2 separate regions of the Mus musculus genome follow, and region 2 is linked to region 1. The links are chromatin contacts, called in public Hi-C maps. All regions are on one chromosome and are shown on one strand. The core of a region is the stretch at or near the end of the contact, and the rest is flanking DNA. Distances in the headings are between cores, read along the strand shown. Region 1 holds the start of Sigmar1 (sigma non-opioid intracellular receptor 1). Region 2 holds the start of Ccdc107 (coiled-coil domain containing 107).

Evidence for each region. A called contact is a pair of places that touch in the nucleus more often than the background predicts.
Region 2: a Hi-C map of B cells shows a contact between it and region 1, with 6 read pairs. The contact joins the promoter of Ccdc107 here to the promoter of Sigmar1 in region 1. A contact is called at or near these places in 1 of 39 promoter capture datasets (liver), 1 of 484 Hi-C or Micro-C datasets (B cells) and 1 of 115 datasets of contacts at active chromatin or transcription factors (astrocytes).

Annotation. Positions count from the first base shown.
Region 1 is chr4:41,736,817-41,742,767 of GRCm38.p6, reverse strand. Sigmar1 (sigma non-opioid intracellular receptor 1) reads left to right here and starts at 1,409. Exons shown (of 4, transcript NM_011014.3): 1 at 1,409-1,666; 2 at 1,792-1,992; 3 at 2,126-2,218; 4 at 3,188-4,275. The coding sequence starts at 1,516. The coding sequence ends at 3,414.
Region 2 is chr4:43,489,809-43,495,502 of GRCm38.p6, reverse strand. Ccdc107 (coiled-coil domain containing 107) reads right to left here and starts at 2,138. Exons shown (of 6, transcript NM_001037913.2): 1 at 1,967-2,138; 2 at 1,744-1,895; 3 at 248-308; 4 at 71-161. The coding sequence starts at 2,072. It also overlaps Rmrp.

The DNA.
Region 1 (5,951 bases), core at 160-2,659:
CATTTTATTATCTGGAATAAAACCACCTGGTACATGGCCCCATATACAGAGATTATAGAATGTATTTTGGTCGCTCAAGAGCAAAAGGAAAGCCGGGCATGGTGGCGCACACCTTTAATCCCAGCACTCAGAAGGCAGAAGCAGGCAGATTTCTGAGTTCAAGGCCAGCCTGGTCTACAAAGTGAGTTCCAGGACAGCCAGGGCTATACAGAGAAACCCTGTCTCAAAACAAAACAAAACAAAACAAAACAAAACAACCAAAAAAAAAAGCAAAAAGAAATGTCTCTGCCACATAAAAATGCCATGAAAAGCCATTCCCCATGTTTCGTGAACCCCTCCCTTATATTTGCCTGATGGATTTCATTCCATCAGTTCTTTGTGTTCTAGCTCCTTTATGGGTTTGGCTGTTGTTCTTGTTGTTGCTTTAGACATGGTTTCCTGAGGCCTCTGCTGACTTTTGCTATGGTGACCTTGAACTGATCTTGGTGCCTTCCCACGTTCTAGAATTACAAGCAATACATGTCTTACATTGTCTTTTTCTAACTAACATGTATAATCCTAACCATGTGCCAGGCACTAATTACTTTAAAAAATTAATTCATTTAATGTTAATCATAATGAAGGTATGGGCTACGAAGCAGATACTTTTTAATTTAGTCTATGTTACAGATAAAGCTATCAATGCATACTCTTAAATGCTGACACATATGGGCTCTCTGTCTTAGATCTTAGTCCAATTTTGCTCCCCTCCTCTATTTAGCCCAGAATCATTCTGTGTCAACATCGAATCCCATAGCTCCCCAGTGGACAAATCTATTGGTTTTCAAGGTCTTTCACACTTTTGTGCTTCAGAACATAGAATGAATCATAGGATCGGAGAAAACACTAAGCTAAACATGCATGGTGGTGCGCGCCCCTGATCCCAGTATTGGAGAGGCATCGATCGAGGCTATCCTAGTCTATAGGCTAGCTAAAGTTGTCTAAAATATTACAAATATATGTACACATACATATATACATAAATGCATGTATGCTGTCTCACACTCCTCTGCTCTTTGACTCCTGGAATAGTTCCCATTGACTCTCTCTCTCTCTCATGGACACTTCAGATATCACCGCTTCTTTCCTAAGGTTCCCAGTGGCACTATCTTCAACCTGCTTCTGTGCTAGCAGACCTAGAAAGCTCTACTTCTGGGCTCGCTAGCTCAGGTGGGCCAATCCATTCTGGGTCTCCCCGCTTGGGGACACCAAGATTGAACCCAACAGGGTGGCAGCCAGGAGGCGAGGCCCCGCCTCTCACCTCTCTTGCAGACCAAGCCACTAAACCCTACGCTCTCCCCTCTAGAAAATGGTTCAATCCAGAGGCGGTGCTAGGTGACCCGGACGTTCCGATTGGCCCCGGCGAGCCGTACCACGGTGGCGGGGGCGACCGTAGGCAGCGGCTTTTGAGTCGTGAACCCACAGCCTGTGGCCCTAGTTCGGTCTTACGTTGGTGGTGCCAGGCTGCCCGCTAGAATGCCGTGGGCCGCGGGACGGCGGTGGGCATGGATCACCCTGATTCTGACTATTATCGCAGTGCTGATCCAGGCCGCCTGGTTGTGGCTGGGCACTCAAAACTTCGTCTTCTCTAGAGAAGAAATAGCGCAGCTTGCTCGACAGTATGCGGGTGAGCCGGTGAGGGCGGAGAGTGGGGTGGGCCGACACGGAGCGGAGCCGCGCTTTCCGAGGGCTGGTCCTCGCCAAGCTCAGACCGCGGGCTGGTCTCACCCGCGCTTCTCCTTTTTGCACCAGGGCTGGACCATGAGCTTGCCTTCTCTCGGCTGATCGTGGAGCTGCGGAGGCTGCACCCAGGCCACGTGCTGCCGGATGAGGAGCTGCAGTGGGTATTTGTGAACGCGGGCGGCTGGATGGGCGCCATGTGTATTCTGCACGCCTCGCTGTCTGAGTACGTGCTGCTCTTCGGCACCGCCCTGGGCTCCCATGGCCATTCGGGTCAGTGTTGGCGGTGGGTCGGATTGGGAGGCTGGGACTGTTCGAGGGCCGGTGCCCTCCATTCCAAGGTTTGGCTGGGCCGTGTATTGACAAGGATTCCCTGATGGTCGGTGTCTATTTTACTGTCAATCAGGACGATACTGGGCTGAGATTTCTGACACCATCATCTCTGGCACCTTCCACCAATGGAAAGAGGGCACCACGAAAAGTGAGGTCTTCTACCCAGGTGCGTAGGGAAGTTCTGTCCGAGGGGGCGCCCTCTAGATAGGGACGGGCATAAGACTTGGAAAGGGCGTGTTTAGAAGGCCTACCAGTGATTTCCTTCCTTCCCTCCCTGGTAAGCCACAGGTGTTTCGTTAGGGTCGAGCTAGGAACCCTGATGCTTTCGACTGTTAAGGGAAACAGAACACGGCAGTTTCCAGTCATAGAGAACTTGATTTTTTTTATCAGCCTGTTTAACCCAGCAATTATCTGGGTTATACCCAAAAGTTAAGACAGGCATTTGTTTCCTTAAACTAGAGTGGCAGTTTGGGGTTTTTGTATTTTTGTTATTGTTTGTTTTTATGCGTCTGGGTTTTGCTTACACACACCAACCCCTTAACTGCCTGGTGCCTTAAAGGCCAGAAGAGGGCATCTGATCCCAGAGACTGAAGTTATAGACTGTTGTGAGCCTTCATGTGGGTGCTGGGAAGTGAACCTGGGTCCTCTGGAGTAGGAGCCAGGGCACAGCTGAGCCATCTGGCTAGCAAACTCCTGGTGGTGTTTTTTTAATGTACCTCTGAATCTGTTTAAAAGAAAAAAAGGCGTGGGCTTGCTGGTGTAAGGTTAAGCATCACACTTTGTGACTGAACAGGCGCATTTCTCAGAGAGCCTGGCAAGCCCTGTAACCACACAGAATTTCCACCAGATATGAGTGCAGCTTGGAAATGCAGATGCCATAATTCTATACGTTAGCCTGTAGCTGGGTTGGGTGGCCTTCCAGGGGCCAGGTGATGCCATTGGTATTAGGTGTTTTGGTCTTTGTCCTCTGATCAAGCAGCTTGGCCAGTAGGGTAGAAGAACTTTTTCTTTTCTTGAAACTGTCTTTTCATTCCCCTCCTCTCCATAGATAGCCCATAGGCTAGACAAATGCAGTATGGAAGGCCAGGGCAGAGCTGGGCTCCTCATGAGGTTTCTTATCCTGTCTGTCTCCCAGGAGAGACAGTTGTACACGGGCCTGGAGAAGCAACGGCTCTGGAGTGGGGACCAAACACGTGGATGGTGGAGTACGGCCGGGGTGTTATTCCGTCTACCCTGTTCTTTGCACTAGCCGACACTTTCTTCAGCACCCAGGACTACCTCACACTCTTCTATACCCTTCGGGCCTATGCCCGGGGCCTCCGGCTTGAGCTTACCACCTACCTCTTTGGCCAAGACTCCTGACCAGCCAGGCCTGAAGGAAGATCTGTGGATGGACAGGAGCGCGGCAGGACCACATCCATCTCTCTACTCGCTGGAACTCATATTCAGACAGCAGCGTATACCATGCAGATATTAAGTACCTGCTGTATGAGGAAGGACATACATACTTGTACATCCAGACACAGCTCTTGGGAAGCAAATGAGACACAGAGATGCTAAGACTTGTATGTACTGTAAGATCATGCACTCACATCCACCCAGAAAGGGTCCTCTACATATACTCCAGGGGGCCAGTCATGTTTGAACACACATCACAAGCTTGACTCACTGACTCAGGCTTTCCTAGAGCCTCCTGCTGGCATTCAGGGCTCTGGGATCAAGGGTTGAGGTAGATGTTACACACTACCTCACTCTGATGCCTCATTCCTGTAGTAATCTCTGGTGAAGGGAAAGAGGAGCTGCCCTTCGGAGGTCCCCTTCACCTGCAGCTATGATGCCCTTCCCTTCATCCCTTTCCTCACCATATGCCTTATCTCCATTCCACTCCCCTGCTATGCAAATGCCCCCCTGGCTTGTCCTCCCTGCCCCCCCCCCCCGGCAACCAGTTCAGCTGGGAAAGCAGAGGCATGTAGAGGATGCTAAAGGGAAGGGAGGTCCTCCACTACGGAGACCCTTGTTGGGGTTAGAATGGGAAAGCTGGCTAGTGCCCCAGGGCCAGTTCCCAAGGAGAGGACCTGGAGAAGTAAGCCGGGGTCCAAGGAGCCACCCCATTCCAAAAGAAGCCTTTAGTGTGTGTGTGCACACCCTATCAGTTTCCAGACATATCTGTTGCAATCTCTGTCTTCTTGTCTCTCTCTGTTAATAAAAACATATTAAACAGTTTCGTTTCCTTATGTGTCTAAACAGCAGGGAAGCCAGCTGCCTCCTGGGGCACTAAAAGGCCTCCTGTACAATCCAGTTTGTAAGACAAGGTTTAGACAGAAGGGAGTGTGCTAAGAATTACTTTGAAGTCAGCCTTCTAGGGGTGGTGGTGTTAAACCTTTGGCTCTAGACTCAGCTCTGCCTGCTGTTGGCATCTGAGTGTTGGAACTGGAAGTGAGCACCACCACACCCAGAGTGCCCCCCCCCACCCCCCGCAATATAAAGCTGACTTAGAATTTACGATGTGATACTGAAATTCACCGTGAACTTAACCTCCAGCTTCCACTTCCTAGGACTGAGAATTAAGGCCAAGGCTTTGTGCAGTCTGGGCAAGCGCTGTGCTAACCACACCCTTAGAAGACAGATGAGTCACTGAGGCTGGCTGGCTTGCATCTATAGAGATAAATTTTTTTTTTAATTTTATTTCTTTTTTTATATGAGTACACTGCAGCTGTCTTCAGACACACACTAGAAGGGTGCTTTGGATTCCATGACAGATGGTTGTGAGCTACCATGTGGTTGCTGGGATTTGAACTCAGGATCTCTGACAGAGCAGTCAGTGTTCTTATCTGCTGAGCCGTCTCTCCAGCCCCTCGAGATAAGTTTTTGAATATGAAAAAATGAGACCCGTGTGTCTACTTTGCTAGTCTGTCCTAGAGGTGGTCCTGAGAACTTCACTGCACATGGCCATGGGGTGGCACTGTGCTCCCACATTTGAGCTGAAACAGACCTCAGCTGGTTCTTCCGGGCTGACAGAATAGAGTACACCACTAACTGGAACAAGAGTTCCTCTGCTCTGGTTTGCCTTTGACCCAGCACTTATTGGGGAGCTCCTGCCTGGGGCAGGATCAGGCAAAATACACAAGGCAGATAGAGCCAAAAGTACACTCATTCCTAAGGACCTTGCTCATGGCTTTTTTGCCCACAGGTCACCAAGCTCATGCCACCTTCATCCTGGTCCTATTTAGGTTGAATAAAGTCCGGACCCTTCCTATTTCTTGGAGTTGTTAAACTAATATTGGGAGAAACAAGGTTATATAGTTAAACAGTCTAACGAACACAAATACAAAAGGCTACGTGCATAACCTTATTTGACAATGTCATCAAAGGTCTAGCCAGGCATAGTGAGTGGCTCACGCCTATAATATCAGCATTTGGGAGGCAGACGCAAAAGGATCTATGCAAGTTCCATGCCAGCCAGGTGTCCATAGTAAATGTAGACCAGCAGGACTATAGGATGAGACTGTCTCAAACAACAAAAAGCATCAACAATTTGAAACCCAGGCAAATTGGCTATCTTGATACCTTCTCTGAGCTCTCATTACCACCATGGTGGCTGTGACAAGCCCTAGCTGCAGCCTCTTGATCTTTATAGACAAATTCTGCATGGTACCCAGTTCTACCTCTAGTCTAGGAACACATGGATATCAGGGATGCCCATATGTCCCATCACCTGTCTTATAAAGGACTATCCTCCCTGCCCCCATCTCTGTTGTTAAAGCCAGTGGTCATTCCATAGTTTTTAACTTTCGTTGTTGGTATTGGAACTCAAATCTGAAGTCTTAAACATTCTAAGCATGTGTTCTACCACTAATCTAGTCCTGTGGCCCTCAACTTTTGATACAGATAAATCTCTT
Region 2 (5,694 bases), core at 889-3,388, 1.8 Mb before region 1:
AAATACCCACTCAGGGGGCTGCCCAGTCTGTCTCCTTGGCTCCCACCTCACCCACCCCACAAATTCTCACTGTTCAAAAAGGGGATCCAGCTGTGTCATCAGGTGGTTCAGGTGCTGCTCCGTCTGGGCCAGCTGTTGTGTCAGCTGCACCAGCTGTTGCTCTGGGAGTGAGGGAAAGGGCATGGTTACTCCTGCAGTCCCCTGATCTACTCCATCGCCAGAAACCACCACTAAATGCTCAACCCACCTGACTGCGAGGATTTCTTCTTGTTTTTTTCCTCTCTGAGAACAGCAGCCTCATCTGGGCCCTGTTGTGGAAGCAGATAAAGACAAGGCTGCAGCAAAGGCCCCAGCACCTCAGAGCCAGTGAAGAGAGGAGCCATAGAGAAAGCTCTGGGCATCCACCTCAGAGAATCCCAGTTGTCTCTAGTCCAGCTGCTTACCCAGAACATGAAGTGAAACGTCAGGATGCCCACACATGGCCAGACTGCTAAAGCACTCCTGGGAATGTGAAACTCTCCAGTAGGGACGGGAAGATTGCTCTTACCCCAGCCTTCTTATTTAGCATCCCTATACCTCGCTGCCTTTGAGGTAGAGTCTTGCTAAATTGTCCAGATGGGCCTTGCACTTACAATCCTCCCTCATAGTAGTTGGAATAATAGGACTGTGTCACCAGTTCCTGTACCCTCAGTCTTTGCTGGTGAAAAAAAAAATCTCCAATCTGTTCAATTCACATTATCCCATTACAGATTAAAAATCTAAAACAAAACAAAACAAAAAACCCAACAACAAAAAGTCTATATAGTGCTCTTTGCTCTAAAAGGCAGTGCCCTATGGTTTATTTTTAGGATACAATTCTCCCAGTGCTCTGATAGGTAGATAAAGCACAAGCCTCCTTCAGAACCTTTAATTGGAAAGTGGGTTATCATAACACCGTGAAACTGTCAGCCGCCATGCCTACCTCTCTTCCACGGGTCCCGCTCCTCTTCTCAACTGCTTATGTATTCTTCTCCATGCATAAGACAGAAATACTGGTCTCGAACTCACAAGAGCTGTTCCTGCCTCTGTCTCCCCTGAATGCTGGGATTAAAGGCGTCTAACACTACGCCTGGGTAGAATTTATTAATCTATCTTTAAACTCCAATCTTCATCCTAGCCTGTCAAGTCTGCCTGGCTCTTTAATCTCATCTAGTTTTATGTTACTAATTAGTTCAGCCTCTATTCCCCTGTGCAAGTAATTGACCAGAGTTGAAGATAAAGCACTGGGTGGTAGGTTCCACTTTCCATGTCAACAGTTTCAAAGTAATCAGAATGTACAGTCAGTTCACATTTCAGGGTTTCCTTCCTAAGGAGAGCACGAAACGGCTTGGTGTCTGGTCCACTAGACACTCTGTTGCTGCCGCGATTAACTCCTTGGGCCAAGGTTGGAGCCTCAGCAGCAACTTCTTTTTTTGCATACTGACACTAGTTGGGTTAAAACCCCACTTACATCAGACACTAAGTGGATGAGCTCCAGATTGAAAATCGATCGTCACTGGAGAGAGGAGTAAAAGTAACGGTTTCTACAATTTCTCAGCCCCCTACATCCATTATCTCTCTGGATCCTCGAATGCCCCAATAATGTGGAAAAACCAAGGAACGAGCCTTCATTTTACAGGTAGCCGGGAAGCGGTTGTTCTTGGTACTGTAGCGGCCCCAGGAGATTAAGGCCCAGGGCTCCCACAACCCACCGCCATACCGCACCTGCAAACACTTGAACAGCACAAAAGCCACGACGGCCGCGGTGTACAGAGCGCCCAAAGACAGCGATCCGGCCCGGGCTCGCTCGCGCTGATCCTTGGGTGGCGGCTGCCGCCGAGGTTCGGTGGTTCCCGGACTGACCTGGGAGCCCCGTTCTGTGGATTAAAGCCATCGGTCAGTTTCTACTAGGCAGTCCCAGCCTCCCTCCAGCAGCTCTCGCAGGTACCTGGGTGTGCCCCCAGATCGGCGCTGGGGCGCTCCCCAAGGACTCCAAAAGGCGCAGACACAAGCAGCAGCCCCAGAATACTCAACACGGGGCCAGCGCCCTCCATGCCTGGCCCACCAGAATCGCACGCCGGGTACCCCGCGTTCCAGCGCTGGGCCTCCGGCCGTAGTGCGCACGCGCAGGAGACCACGCCTACATCGGGGGGGCTGAGTCCCTTAAGGCGGCCACGCCCATCTCAGGATGGGTTTAAGCAATATTTGCATAAACCACGCCCACCTAGCGTTCCTACATTAATTAATGACCTATCTATTTATAGCTTTCTTAAACAATTATGTCTCCAGAATCTTTCAGGATAAAGTATCATGCCTAAAACAATGGCTCATTGTTTTTCTACCTAGAGAGACCAATTTTCTCACCATAACCAAAAAATTAAGCCTGTTGTAGAGTCATAAATTAGTCGCGCCTAGAAGCTAAGGCAGCTCGCTCTGAAGGCCTGTTTCCTAGGCTACATACGAGGGACATGTTCCTTATCCTTTCGCCTAGGGGAAAGTCCCCGGACCACGGGCAGAGAGTGCCGCGTGCACACGCGCGTAGACTTCCCCCGCAAGTCACTGTTAGCCCGCCAAGAAGCGACCCCTCCGGGGCGAGCTGAGCGGCGTGCAGCGGGGCGTCATCCGTCAGCTCACATAGTGACGCAGGCAGTGCGACCTGGCTCGCACCAACCACACGGGGCTCATTCTCAGCGCGGCTACACTTTTATTTATTTATTTTTGTTTGTTTGTATTTTGGTTTTTTGACAGGGTTTCTCTGTGTAGCCCTGGCTGTCCTGGCACTCACTTTGTAGACCAGGCTGGCCTCGAACTCAGAAATCCTCCTGCCTCTGCCTCCCGAGTGCTGGGATTAAAGGCGTGCGCCACCACGCCCGGCCACTTTTATTTCTATACAACCTTCAGAGCCAGATGTGAATGTACTAATTAGGAAATCAAGGTCACCCTTTCCTAAGAAAAGAAGAAAGAAAACGGAGACAAATCTGAATTCCTAATTTATTCTTTAATAGCTGTAATTCTTTTTTTAGACTGCTAGTCCAAAGAGAGCAAGACTGTGGGTTTTGCTTTTTTGTTTTTTTCCATTTTACTGTCCGAGCCTAGTCACTTGTTGCTAGGGGAACTTGAGGAAGTGAATGAAATTAATGAATGAATGTTCACAGCGACTCAAAAGGCAAATATACAACTAGGTCCTTCTGGGTCTCATGTAACCTGGGCTGGCTTCATTCTCATGTAGCTGGAGCTGGCCTAGAACTCCTAACCCTCCTGCTTCCATTTCTCAAATGCTGGGATTATGTAGTAGCAAGCACATAAGATTCACAGAGCTGCCAGATGTGGCACCACACTCCTTTAATCCCAGCAGTGGGGAGACAAAAGCAGACAGATCTCTATGAGTTCAAGGCCTGGTCTACATAGTGAGACCCTCTCTCAAAACCGAACAAAAGGAATGAAGACTGAAGTGTGGACACTATGCCCCTCCTTAGATTTGGGAACAAAACACCCATGGAAGGAGTTACAGAGACAAAGTTTGGAGCTGAGATGAAAGGATGGACCATGTAGAGACTGCCATATCCAGGGATCCACCCCATAATCAGCATCCAAACGCTGACACCATTGCATACACTAGCAAGATTTTATTGAAAGGACCCAGATGTAGCTGTCTCTTGTGAGACTATGCCGGGGCCTAGCAAACACAGAAGTGGATGCTCACAGTCAGCTAATGGATGGATCATAGGGCTCCCAATGGAGGAGCTAGAGAAAGTAGCCAAGGAGCTAAAGGGATCTGCAACCCTATAGGTGGAACAACATTATGAACTAACCAGTACCCCGGAGCTCTTGACTCTAGCTGCATATATATCAAAAGATGGCCTAGTCGGCCATCACTGGAAAGAGAGGCCCATTGGACTTGCAAACTTTATATGCCCCAGTACAGGGGAACACCAGGGCCAAAAAGGGGGAGTGGGTGGGCAGGGGAGTGGGGGTGGGTGGATATGGGGGACTTTTGGTATAGCATTGGAAATGTAAATGAGCTAAATACCTAATAAAAAATGGAAAAAAAAAAAAAGAAAAGAAAACAAAAACAAAAACAAAAAAAAAAAAAAAAACGAACAAAAGACCAAGACAGGGTGTTACATTGTCTGCTCTAAGCTGTGTTGTTTGAGACAGTCTCAGTAGCCCAAGATCCTTCTGAGATAATCTCTGGAGTGCTGGGGTTGCTAGAGATGCAGCCAGCATGTACCTCTCTCCCTGTTATCTTTTACCTCTGCTACATCTTCAGAGGGCCATCTTCAGATCAATAGCTCTCGGAATGAAGAAACACGTTCCATTTGCATCTCGGTCTCCAGGACTTGGCAATCACCAGGCATGAGGCACACGAGTGTTAAATAAATGAATAAACCATGAGAGTCTTATCTTGTTTTCCCAGAGAGGGGGGCATAAGGACAGGGCAGGGCAGGGCAGGGCAACAGGAGTTGTTAAAGTCTGATTGCTCCAAGGCAGCTTGGATGGGAAAGAAGAGAGGTACAAACCTGGAGTGGCTGCCAGCTGGCATAGTGTGTGTAGATAAATTCAGGTTCATTCTAATGGGACAAATGACTCACTGATGGCTGGCTTTTTGTTTTGGGAGTTTTGAGTCAGGTAGTCCAGGTTGACCTCAGAACTCTTTGTGTATATGGTCAAGTACGCTCTAGAACTTCTGAAACGCCTGCTTTTTCTTCCTGTACACTGGGACTCTAAGTGTGTGCCACCAAACCTGGTCTCCAGAATAAGGTTTTGTTGTTTCATTTTGATGGTACGGGGTCGGGGTGTGTAGGCTCCCCCAGCCTGAAGCGGGTTGGTACAAATCTTGTCACCATTGAGGTGGGGCCACCTGTGGTGCAGCTTTCCACCCCCTTATAAACACGGTTTCTTAATAAACTCATGGGCCTTGATCAAAACCTTTGTCTTGGCTCCATTATTTCTCTCGACCATCTAGTTTCTCTCTTTTCAGCCCCAGCCTGCCTCCCAAGAGTACCCCAGTTCTTATAAGCCTCAGGCCAGCTTACTACAGAGGTGCTTCTAGCCATGTCCTCACACATGCCAGGCAAGTAGTCTACCACTTCACTATAGCCCCCAGCTGCTTGTTTTTAGTTTTAGTTGGAGATAGGATCTCATTCTTTAGTCCAGGCTGGATCCTAACACATAATCCTCCCGCCTTAGCATTCTGACTTGTGTCACACTGTCTGGTTCAGATTGCTACTTAGAGAACACTTGCTCATTATTGCCAGATCTCCTCACCCTCAAAGAATCAGCCAGTTGAGATTTTTAAGAACTGTCAGGGTACAGTAGCACGTGGTTTTTTTAATCCCAGCACTCGGGAGGCAGAGGCAGGTGAATCTCTGTGAGTTTGAGGCCAGCCTGGTCCACTGAGTGAATTCCAGAGCTGCACAGAGAAAGCCTGTCTCAAAACTTAAAATAAAATAAAATTTGAGAATTTTATTTATTCATCTTTAAAATTTAGTCTTCTCTCACACACTACATCCTGACTGCAGTCTCCCCTCCCCCACTTCTCCCATCCCCATCACCTCCATTTCCCTTCAGAAAAGAGCAGACCTCCTAGGGATATCAACCAAATACAGCATAACAAGTTACAATAAGACCAGGCGCACACCCTCATATCAAGGCTGGGTGAGGCAACAGTAAGAG